3 separate regions of the Sus scrofa genome follow, and all the other regions are linked to region 1. The links are chromatin contacts, called in public HiChIP or PLAC-seq maps. All regions are on one chromosome and are shown on one strand. Each heading gives the region's core, a stretch centred on a gene start, on an enhancer-like site or on the middle of the called end of the contact. The rest is flanking DNA. Distances are from core to core; before and after follow the strand shown. Region 1 has its middle 62 kb from the start of CDCA7L. Region 2 overlaps CDCA7L (cell division cycle-associated 7-like protein). Region 3 overlaps CDCA7L (cell division cycle-associated 7-like protein).

Region 1 (3,528 bases), core at 788-3,287:
AGACAAGGTATTGTGTGATGGGGAGATCTGAAAGCTGTGCTAGGGCCAGAGATGAGTAGAGCATGAAGGTGCCCGGCTTAAGATTAGTGACAAGACAAAGGGGTGCCTCCTGCAGAGAGCTCTTTCCTGCAAAAAGCTTTTTCCTGCCAAAAGCTGCTTAAAAATCAAATCTCTGCTTGTCAGAATATCATGCCATTTCTATGGGATCATAGAGGAAGATCCTCCTTCTGTAACTTCTTCATGCCGACATAGGGCACCACATCCTTAGAGTGGAAGCTCTCAACCTTGATCAGTAGTGTCTTTTTGCTCATAGTTGTACTTGCCCACTTACATATACAGGCAGAACAAATTACAATTACTTTGATGTCCACAAAGACACTATTATGAGCAATAGCGTTAATCCCATTCTCTTATGGTGAGTTCTTAGAACTGTGCTCATCATAGACTCGGTATTGCTCAAGATAGAACAGTTCATGTCATGCCTGCAGTCTGGTCATCCTGCGGTTAGCTTTATCCTTCTGGCAGCAGTTACAGTATCAATAAAACACCTCAGGAGTCTGCCTCAGACACTGCTTGAGCCTGTGCTTTTGTGACTCAGGCCTGGGAGACTTCATCTTTGCTATAAACAAGAGGCTGAAGACATGGAGGGGCCTTTGTACTTAGGGGGAAGGGTGGATCTAGGGTTCTGCTCGGTTCCAGAAGTGATGTATACAAGTTCTAGGTCATATCCTAAAAAAGAAAGCATGTGCCCAGGTGCTCTGTCCCGTCCCTTTTCTTCTTCCCTTATTCTTAAATGTAGACAGGTAGACGGTCCACTTGAAATGAGATAAAAATGACCAACCACCAGGATAGTGAATCCAGGACCCCTCTGTTCCTTATACCAGGGAATCAACAATTCATCCCTGAACTTCTTACTTCAGTGATTGCATGAGAAATAATTACCTTCTGTTCTGTTTAAGCTATCATTTAGTTGGGTCATTGTTATAGGAAGAGAAACTGTATCTTAACGAATTGGGTACCATACTGAGTTTCTCTCTTGGAGGACAGCCATTAAAACTTCTCCAGGCCATTTACTTCCATTCATCTCATTGGGGGCCTTTCCACTGGAAACATATACAGTAAGCTATCCAACAGTGGAATAAAACACAATAAAATGGTGAAAATGTGTACCAAAGTGCTAAGGGCTAATAGGCACAGGGATAATTTAAAAGGGAAAAAGAATGGCAACCACCATCATCAAATAATCCCCCTTACTCTCCTGCCTCTCAAACCTCTCCTTTCTTTGTCCTTCTCTTCCTCCCTTTTTATTAATTACCCACAAAGCACCAGGCAATATGTGTGATTCAGAGACTAGCTGGATATAAATAACAGAATCCCCTGGCGAGGTATTCACACAAGCTTCAACACCTCCAAAATGTAGCTATAGACAGACTAAAAGGACACCTTTGGTGGGGCTATCAAGAATAGGGCAGAGAGGAGTTCTTGTCGTGGCTCAGTGGTTAACGAACCCGACTAGCATCCATGAGGACGTGGGTTCCATGCCTGGCCTTGCTCACTGGCTTAAGGATCTGGCGTTGCTGTGGCTGTGGTGTAGGCGGGCAGCAACAGCTCTGATTAGACCCCTAGCCTAGGAACCTCCATATGCTGTGGGTGCGGCCCTAAAAGACAAAAGGACAGGGGGAAAAAAGAAAAAAAAGAATGGGGCAGAGAGTGTTGTTCTGAAACCTATAGTAGTAATTTTAAAAACCTCTATGGAGGGGCAGGTGAAATGTAGCCAGTAGTTACCCCACTGTAAACTGCAGGTCCCTTAGGACAAATGCAGACCACAGATTTTTCAATACAGAAATGCTCCATCTGATGAGACACCCGGCACCTCTTCCTGAAGTGGCTGTTAGGAAGCACGATTCATTTGGGGTTCTCTGCAGAGGGAGCTGGAGAAGCTCAACTTTGGAGAGGATTCAGCGGGGCTGGGGGACCCACTGGAACACTTGGCTTTGGTGCTCCTACCACGTGGCCACACACCCAGCTGGCTTCTGACTTCATACCCTTGGCATCTGGGTGGCCTCTGATGATTGAAAACACTGCCTGCTGCCTGCTCTCCTCCTGGCTCCCCTCCTAAACCCTCCACCTCTGTCAGCAGGGAAGCCCGCAGCCAGGACCCTGAAGGCCCAGTGGTTGGCAAAGACAAAAGTGACATATACCTGGCATCTGTGCAGCTGAAATAAAAGCCTTTCTCTTTCTCAGGTCTTACCATACAGTTTTCTTCTCCTTTCTTCCTGCTCTTTTTTCTTTTTCTGAGAGGCGAGGTCTTGGAGACTCTTTTCAAAGACCAGCTCACTGAATTGCAGCTCAGGAGGAAAAAAAAAAAAAAAAAAAAAAAAAAGAAAGAAAAAAAAGATAAGTAAGCATCCAGAAATCTGGGGAAAAGAAAGAAAACCTCATGACTATAACTCTGACCTCAGCTGACTCTAATAAGGTGTTCATTACCTAACCATTAGAACCACCTACACAGGACAAAGTGAATTTCTAATCAACAGGTAGTAATAGCAAAACCCCCTCAAGAGCCAAGAAGCATTAGAGTGGATTATCCATGAAGAGAGGATTAGAAAAAGAGAGACTGTGAATCCAGCAAAGGAAACCCCAGCGGGCCAGCTGGCTAATGTTTGGGATAATAATTTCAAATGTATTAAAATAAATTGCAAGAAAGAAAAGGCTGAAGGCAATAAAAGCAAGCTTCACACGATACTGTATATTGTGGATCAAACCATGTACATTCGCAATAATCACTTCCCCAGAGGCAAGCAGTAAAGGTGCCACCAGCAGAGACTGGTAGAATTTAAAGTCACAAAGCTTTCTGTATGCTAATAGAAATTACTAGAAGTGAGGGCAGTTATCACAGAGCCTGCCCAATAGACAGCTTCCTGATCTGTTTTTTTCCGCAGCCTGAGTACTGTTACACAGTGTTGAGATAGGAAGGAAATAGCAGGTATAGACACCCTCACTCCTCCGCAGCCTTCAGTGAAGCCTTGCTAAGGATCTGAAGCAGGGAGAGAGTGCCTTTTTTTTTTCTCACTTCCGGAGTTTTGCCAGCAAGGCACAGGTTGAACCTCAAAACCCCTTGCCTTGCCCTCTTGTTCATCAGGAAGACGAGAATTCAGAAGCAGAAAGGAGCACAGATATGATCCAATTTTTCTTTTACCATATCCAGAGCTTGTGGCCGTTTTTTTATCTTGAGAGTATCTGGCGTTTATTTTCTTGTTAAGTTTTGTTAGTTTTTGCCTGTGTAAGGTGGACTGGTGACTTCTAGCAAGTCTGTAAATGGTATTTAAATGCTCCTTATTTTTTTTTTTTGTTCCATTTTTAGGCTACATCAATGAGATACAACAACTGATCTAAGCTAGGGGGTAAATCACTGGACTAAAATCTGTAACTATAGACTTCCAATTAAATGCTTTCCTTTTAAAGTCAGAAATTTCTTTATTCTTAATTCTGAAAGTAATCAGTGGTGTCATGATTGAGGAGTTTCCT
Region 2 (3,762 bases), core at 386-2,885, 70 kb after region 1:
GGAGGCCAGAAATGATAATTACCCCAGTCTGTGCAGGGCCTGGCATATTGTAGGTGTTAAATATTTGTTAAATTTTTTAGAAGGATGTTTTAGGGTTGTCAGTGTGCAGTGGATGCAGGTATGAGTTTTGACAGGCTGGAGCATCATTTCGCAGGGCTTCTGGCAATTTTTTGTTGGATTAATGGATGGAGGCCAGTTCGTGCCTGCCCCAGAGGCCTTGGAGGTGCAACATTCCCATCCTGCCTGTGCACGAGATCTTCTCAATCATCTCCAGTTTTGTCTTTTAAAAGTCACACCTATTCCATGATACATTTTAATTTATTTTAATACCAAAACGCTATTTTAAACTACTCTTCTGGGAAAAAAATTCCCTTCCCCTGTTCCACCCAGGGTCTTAAAAGCCCTCTGGCTATCACTGAGCTCTCCAGCTCAAGAAACACGGAACTGCCAAGTATAAAATTTAGCAATCAGGGAGTTCCCATTGTGGCTCAGTGGTAAGGAACTGGACTAGTACCCATGAAGATGCAGGTTCGCTCCCTGGCCTAGTGTGTTAAAGGATCCGGTGTTGCCATAAGCTGTGGTGTAGATTGCAGATGTGGCTTGGATTCTGTGTTGCTGTGGCTGTAGCGTAGGCTGGCAGCTATAGCTCCAGTTCAACCCCTAGCCTGGGAACTTCCATATACTGTGGGTGTGACCCTGAAAAATAATTTTAGAAATCATGTCTTTAATAAACCCTGAAGTAGAAACGATATCTCACCAACCAGTCCCCCATACCACAATATCTTTTTATGTGAAGCTCCGTGACTGAGGGCATTTAAATGGGTCAGGGGGTAGGGGGAGACAGCATTCATTGACACTGAAATCTCTAAGAATATTTTTTTAATGCAGAATGTCTAGTGCCCTTTATTTTGTTCATTAGCATTGGTTTAAAAATGGAAAGTTGGGGTTCCCGTCGTGGCGCAGTGGTTAACGAATCCGACTAGGAACCATGAGGTTGCGGGCTCGATCTCTGCCCCTTGCTCAGTGGGTTAACGATCTGGCATTGCTGTGAGTTGTGGTGTAGGTCACAGACGTGGCTCGGATCCCGTGTTGCCATGGCTCTGGCATAGTCCGGCGGCTACAGCTCTGATTGGACCCCTAGCCTGGTAATCTCCATATGCCACAGGAGCGGCCCAAGAAATGGCAAAAAGACAAAGAAAAAAAAAAAAGGAAAGTTAACAAAAAAATAGAAGTGCACTTGAAAATCATTGTATATTCTTAAGTCTCTCTTTTTACCTAATAGTTGATCCCAGGCATTTTTTTTTTTTTTAATTTGGGAATTTTTAAAATTGAAATAGCTGAAGCCACTAGGGCCTCATCCAGCCTTTCTCACACTTGCACGTGGCCTCTTCAGGAAGGCTTGCTTTACCTGTCTTCAAGCCAAACCAAACCAAACCCCACCTCTTTCTTTTCCCACACTTCAAAAGCTCACCGAAAAGAGCGTCTAGTTGTCTTCATGACCTTCGTCGCACTGATCGGATCCTCTTCCAGACTCTAATTAGGAGCTGAGAAAGGATGCGGTCTTAGGGGCTGTGTATACTCACCGAGGCACAAAGCCAGGAGCCAAGTGGTGTCAGCAGCCTGCTCAGGCCAGCGACCCAGGGATTGTTTGGCTTGTTTTCCACTACCAGGGCAGAAGGGTGTCAAGAGGCTTTCAGGACTGGGCTCTGCGATGAAGAGCCTTCCCCCCATCGCCCAGCAGTGTGAAGGTCTGCTCAGCGCTTGTCTGCATTGGGCGCAGACACTTGCCCCCCTTGAAAGACAGGGCACCTCCTGCTTCCATGTTCTCCAGAATCCTGCTTCCACCTGGGAATTTCCTGCAGGTCCTGCAGGCTGACTCTGCCCTGCAGCAGTGTGGACTTGGCCGACCTCGCAGCCCCTCGAATTCCTCTTACCATCACCCCACGGTTGGGTCAGGTGCCTTCCTGGGCTGACCTCCCTGTTCCCATTTATCCTACCTTGTTGAAATTGACTGTAGATTGTCTCTGTCACCCCACCACATGTGACTCACTGCACCTTGATCACTTAGCCTGCCTGGTGCATGTTGGTACATTTGCACTCTGTGATCACTTTTATTTTTTTGGTCTTTTTAGGGCCACACCCATGGTATAGGGAAGTTCCCAGTCTAGGGGTTGAACCGGAGCTACAGCCACTGGCCTACACCACAGCCACAGCAACCTGGGATCTGAGCCACGTCTGCGACCTACACCACAGCTCGCAGCGACATCAGATCCTTAACCCACTGAGTGAGGCCAGGGATCAGATCTGTGTCCTCATGGATGCTAGTCGGGTTCATTACTGCCAAGTCACAGTAGGAACTCCTGTAATCACTTTTAATAGTGAACATTGACACGGCGTCTTCTTTCATGGAATGCTTTCTGGTCATAGTGTGGAAGCTGTCACAATTCTCTACACGATGTTCTGTTCTTTTCCTTCTGGATAAATGGGAGGAGTGTATTTTCATGGCCTTTGAAATAGGCAAGGCTCTGGATGTGCTCTGGCCGGTGACACGTTGTTTCACATCCAGGTGGAGTTCTTTAAAGCAGGCGCATCATTGACCCAGTCCCGATGCCTCTGCCGCCCCTCTGCCTGCATTCCCCAGGGTGGTCACGCTGTCAGCCTGGTTCCTGTGTGAGGACACTGATGTGGTTCACCTGGCTGGCCCGGGACCATCGTGTCACGTGAACAAGAAAGAAGCTTTCTTTGCTTTGAACCATCGAGCCTTGGAATTACTTGATGCTGCTGCTTTATAACCTCTCCGGTCCTGACTGACATGCAAAGGCAGGCATATTCCAATTAGGATTTAGTCAGTGGTTCTCCTCTGAGTGCTCTGGGGTAACAGAAACACCTTGGTTTCTTGTGGCTGGTCATTGTGGGGTGGTTGTGTGCTTGTTACTAAGTGGTGTAGAGTTCAGGGATGGCAGGTGCCCTCCAGCACGAAGCCACCAAAATGCCAGTAGCACCTGCTTGAAGAAACCCTTAGAACACACTAGTCTGATTTGTGATTAGTCTTTTAGAGTACAGAGAAATCCTAACATTGGCTTTACATTTCCTATCTGCTGACCTTTCTGGGAAAGGAAATTACCCAGAACTTCCCAAGTGGTTTGGCTTACTTCGCTCCCAGGATCTCTGCCAAAACTTCCTTGGCTACTGCTCTAAAAAGCTTTTCTAAGCCCTAGACACAAACATGTCTGTTAATTTTCTCCCACTTGTATTTACTCTTTTATTTTTATTTTATTTATTTATTTATTTTGCATCTTTTTAGGGCCGCACTCATGGCATACGGAAGTTCCCAGGCTAGGGGATCAAATAGGGGCTGTAGCTGCTAGCTTACGCCACAGCCACGGCAACACAGGATCTGAGCCACATCTGCAACCTACACCGCAGCTCATGGAAATGCCGGATGCTTAACCCACTGAGTGAGACCAGCGGTTAAACCCATGTCCATGTGGATACTCGTCAGGTTCCTTACTGCTGAACTCCAACATTTTCTCTTTTAAAGATGGCATTGATTTTTTTTCCTTTTGCTTTTCTTTAAATTGTAAAATACATGACATACAGTTTACTATTTTAACCATTTTCAAGTGTATTCAGTTCATTGGCATTAAGTAGTCACAGTATTGTTCAACCGTCATCAGTGTTACCCTCAAGGGAAGCCCTGTACCTTTTAAGCAGTTGTTCCCCATTTCTCTCTCCTTCAGCCCTTGGCAACCACTAAGCTGC
Region 3 (3,585 bases), core at 634-3,133, 93 kb after region 1:
GAAGGTTTTCATCATCTCGGACAGAAACTCTGTGCCCATGAAACAATCACTCCCCACTGCTCCCAGTCCCTTCTGACTTCCATTCTTCTGTCTTTCTGACATATTTGTATTTTTAATTTAGCAGGAGGTGCGTTTCCATTCCAAATACTTCACGGAAGAACTAAGAAGAATTTTTATAGAGGACACTGACTCAGAGACGGAAGATTTTGAAGGATTTACGCAGAGTGACCTGAATGTTAATAGTTCCTCAGAAGTAATGGTAATCATTAGCCACATGAGGCAGTGTGGGTTGCAGTATTTTTAGTCCTGTTTCCGAATTGTATTGTTCCTTGCAAGGAGTCACTTCACAACTGAAACGATAACTTCTTTCTTAAGGAGCGGCCCAAGAAATGGCAAAAAAAAGACAAAAAAAAAAAAAAAAAAAAAGTGAATCCCTGGTCCAGCAGTCTATCATTCTTATAGAGGAAATCCCCAGGTGCCTTTGGAGTTTGGAGGGATGTGTCCTAGGCATCCCTTACTGTCCTTTTTGTGTGTGTGTGTGTGTCTTTTTAGGGCTGTATCTGAGACATTTGGAGGTTCCCAGGCTAGGGGTCGAATTGAAGCTGTAGTCACCGGCCTATGCCAGAGCCACAGCAACGCGGGATCCAAGCCGCGTCTGCAACCTACACCACAGCTCATGGCAGTGCCAGATCCTTAACCCCCTGAGCGAGGCCAGGGATCGAACCCACAACCTCATGGTTCCTAGTCGGATTCATTTCTGCTGAGCCACGACGGGAACTCCCTTTACTGTCCTTATCAAATAAATTTTTTTGAGACTCTTTTTGAGCCTCTTTTACCCAAAAAGAGGAGGGTCTCTGTGGGAGCCACAAGTTCCTGAAAGTCATTTCTTGTTGTGTGCAAAGTAACGTTCTTAGGTTTGGAGTTAATTGGGCAGAACTTTAGCTGTGGCACCAACCTAGAGTGTTCTCTGTGCTGACGTGCTTTTTAATGATAACGGTGACCTGGGCCTGCTGGCTTCCTGAGGGAAATCTGCCCTCAGCACTTCGCCATCAGAGACCTGTTGGCTGATCTCTTCCTTTTATTCTATATATTTAGGCCGGTTTACTGCTGACCAGTATTTGAATTTCAGGCTCACTTTGAAGAGCCTTTGGATCTTTTTCGGCATCAGAGTGTTTTCTTTTTTCTTTCTTTTTTTTTTGTCTTTTTGCCTTTTCCAGGGCCATTTCCCATGGCATATGGAGGTTGCCAGGCGAGGGGTCGAATTGAAGCTGTAGTCTCCAGCATACACCAGAGCCACAGCAACGTGGGATCTGAGCCATGTCTGCAACCTACACCACAGCTCATGGCAATGCCGGATCCTTAACCCACTGAGCAAGGCGAGGGATTGAACCCGCAACCTCGTGGTTCCTAGTCAGATTCGTTAACCCCTGCACCACGACGGGAACTCCCAGGGTGTTTTCTACTAGCTGAAAAATAGCATTCATTTGTCTTAAAACATCAGTACACCGTCTTCTTCCTGAGTAACAAGGTGAGGGATAAAGAGGTTAAGCCTTGTCAGGCTCAGAAGAGCCCAAGGAACCATTTCCGGTGTGGAACTTATATAGATTAAATAAGCTGTAACCAGTAGGGTTGCTTTGTCCTTCACCTTTTTCTGGGATGACTTAGGGCCTGAAAGCCCTAATGGTAGGCTGCCTTGCTTGATAGTGATTTTCTTCTATGAATAGCAGCACGGAGCTGTGCCAACCTGTAGGCTCCAGTGCAGCCCCCTCGCCCCCTTGGCTTTCTCTCCCAAGCTATTTGCGTGGCAGTTCATGTGTTCTGGCCAGCACGTCTCCGGTTTCTTGCCAGCAAGCCACTGAGATCCTTCCAACCCCTAATGGGTATCATCTACTCTTAGTGACTTACGTATCTTCTGTTTTTTAGCTACATAATGTTGGGATATTCAAAGAATCTATTTCTAGCATGGGAAAGTTAACGACTCCAGAAGTCTTTTTTTCCTCTCAGAATATGATGAATTCATTACATATAGTGAATTGTGACACTTGATACTGACTCTCATAGACGTCATAGCTCAGGGCAGGTCCACCCACATACTGTATTTTAAAATTCAGTGAGAGAGGAAGCCTTGTTGCCTCCCCACCCAACCTCCTGCCCACCCTGGTGAGACCACTTTTTTTTTTTTTTGGTCTTTTTAGGGCCGTACCTAACCTCCAGGGACATATGGAGGCTCCCAGGCTAGGGGTCCACTTGGAGCTACAGCTGCCAGCCCACGCCACAGCCACAGCAGTGCTGGATCTGAGCCGTGTCTGTCACCTCCACCACAGCTCATGGCAATGCCGGATCCTTAACCCACTGAGCGAGGCCAGGGATCAAACCTATGTCCTCATGGATACTAGTTGGGTTCATTAATCGCCGAGCCACAACAGGAACTCCGAGACCACCTTTTTGATGCTGGGATGTGACTCTACCTTGGTGTCATGTGATTTTGCCAGATGGGAAACGCCTACGGCCATGGTGCTGGTCCCCGTGTTCTTCCCCTTAGGTCTGGGTCTCCGCTGGTGTTTCCAGTATGCTCTTTCCTGACTTCAGCCCTTTGTAGTAAGCTACTCCACATGGTTGGTAAAGAGAGGCAGGCTGGATGACGATTATGATAAATGAATAAAGCTAGTCAGGGGAGCTACTTCCTTCAAAGTCTCCAACATCATCTTCTGAAGTAGATTCCTCTGCAGCTCCCCATTTGGAATTCCAGTGCTCTGGACCTGGAAAGTTGAGGATATTCAAATAGATAAATCAGAACGGTAGTCCGTCTTCTTTCTCTGCCTGGCTTGGTGTGGACGGACACATACACCAAGGTTTGGAAGTTACCTGCCGTTTTTCCCTCCCTCTGCCTTAAATGTTTAACTTGAGTCCAACTGAAATTTCGGAGGTGGTCACCGAGGACGAAGCACAATCACTTAAGTCAGTCCCAGGCCCCTCCTCGTGCTGTTCTCGGCTGGCCTCACAGCAGGAGTTCCCGATGGAGGTTCCCAGGCTGACCTTACCAGCCTGTGATCAAGGATGATGGCCTTGCTCTTGATACTTAAACCCATCTCTGCTGTGGGTTTAAAGGCTAAGAGTCCTTTGCATCTGAGATGTCACCCGTTATCCCCTGGGCCATTGCCCTCTGTTCTTACTGTGTTCTTCTCACACGTAAGACTAAGTTTGGTTTTAATGCTGGAGACCTGCACCGAGTGGAGATTGAAAATTGGGGCGGAGAATTCATGAGCTGTCGGCAACAGGTGCCTGCAACCATCCGCAGAGCTCCCTGCCTGATTTTAGCCCCTGGCTCTTACAGAAAAGGGAGGGGGGCTGTCCTTGAATGAGGACCCAGCATGTCCTGGGGATGGCGTACCCCCACTGAGCCTGATGGCAGGTCATCTGCCTGCTCCCTGGTCTCGTCACTGAATTGAGGTCACTCCTGTTACTCTTGTTCATGAGTCCTGTTCCTGCTCTTGAGGGCCAAATGGTATTTTATCTGGGCACTGAGCACCACATTTTTACCTGAAGATACGTCTTAGGTCGTGAACAGTCCCATATATCTTGGCT

What was found. HiChIP or PLAC-seq counts read pairs in DNA pulled down with a chosen protein or histone mark.
Region 2: a contact with region 1 is called in an H3K27ac HiChIP or PLAC-seq map of skeletal muscle. The contact joins two enhancer-like sites. A contact is called at or near these places in 2 of 47 Hi-C or Micro-C datasets (blood and embryonic fibroblasts) and 1 of 2 datasets of contacts at active chromatin or transcription factors (skeletal muscle).
Region 3: a contact with region 1 is called in an H3K27ac HiChIP or PLAC-seq map of skeletal muscle. The contact joins two enhancer-like sites. A contact is called at or near these places in 2 of 47 Hi-C or Micro-C datasets (embryonic fibroblasts and epiblast stem cells) and 1 of 2 datasets of contacts at active chromatin or transcription factors (skeletal muscle).

The regions. Positions count from the first base shown.
Region 1 is chr9:90,867,825-90,871,352 of Sscrofa11.1, reverse strand. No RefSeq gene overlaps it. Among named protein-coding and RNA genes, the nearest start is that of CDCA7L, 62 kb to the right of the region's middle. Within about 2 kb of position 2,037, at least 8 of the 83 cell types and tissues checked have an H3K27ac peak or open chromatin away from gene starts, as enhancers often do. A contact at or near this core is called in skeletal muscle, where this site is marked.
Region 2 is chr9:90,797,519-90,801,280 of Sscrofa11.1, reverse strand. The region is part of intron 1 of CDCA7L (cell division cycle-associated 7-like protein); the gene reads left to right. Among named protein-coding and RNA genes, the nearest start is that of CDCA7L, 7.9 kb to the left of the region's middle. Within about 2 kb of position 1,635, at least 7 of the 83 cell types and tissues checked have an H3K27ac peak or open chromatin away from gene starts, as enhancers often do. A contact at or near this core is called in skeletal muscle, where this site is marked.
Region 3 is chr9:90,774,814-90,778,398 of Sscrofa11.1, reverse strand. It overlaps CDCA7L (cell division cycle-associated 7-like protein), which reads left to right. Exons shown (of 10, transcript XM_003482681.4): 3 at 122-259. Among named protein-coding and RNA genes, the nearest start is that of CDCA7L, 31 kb to the left of the region's middle. Within about 2 kb of position 1,883, at least 4 of the 83 cell types and tissues checked have an H3K27ac peak or open chromatin away from gene starts, as enhancers often do. A contact at or near this core is called in skeletal muscle, where this site is marked.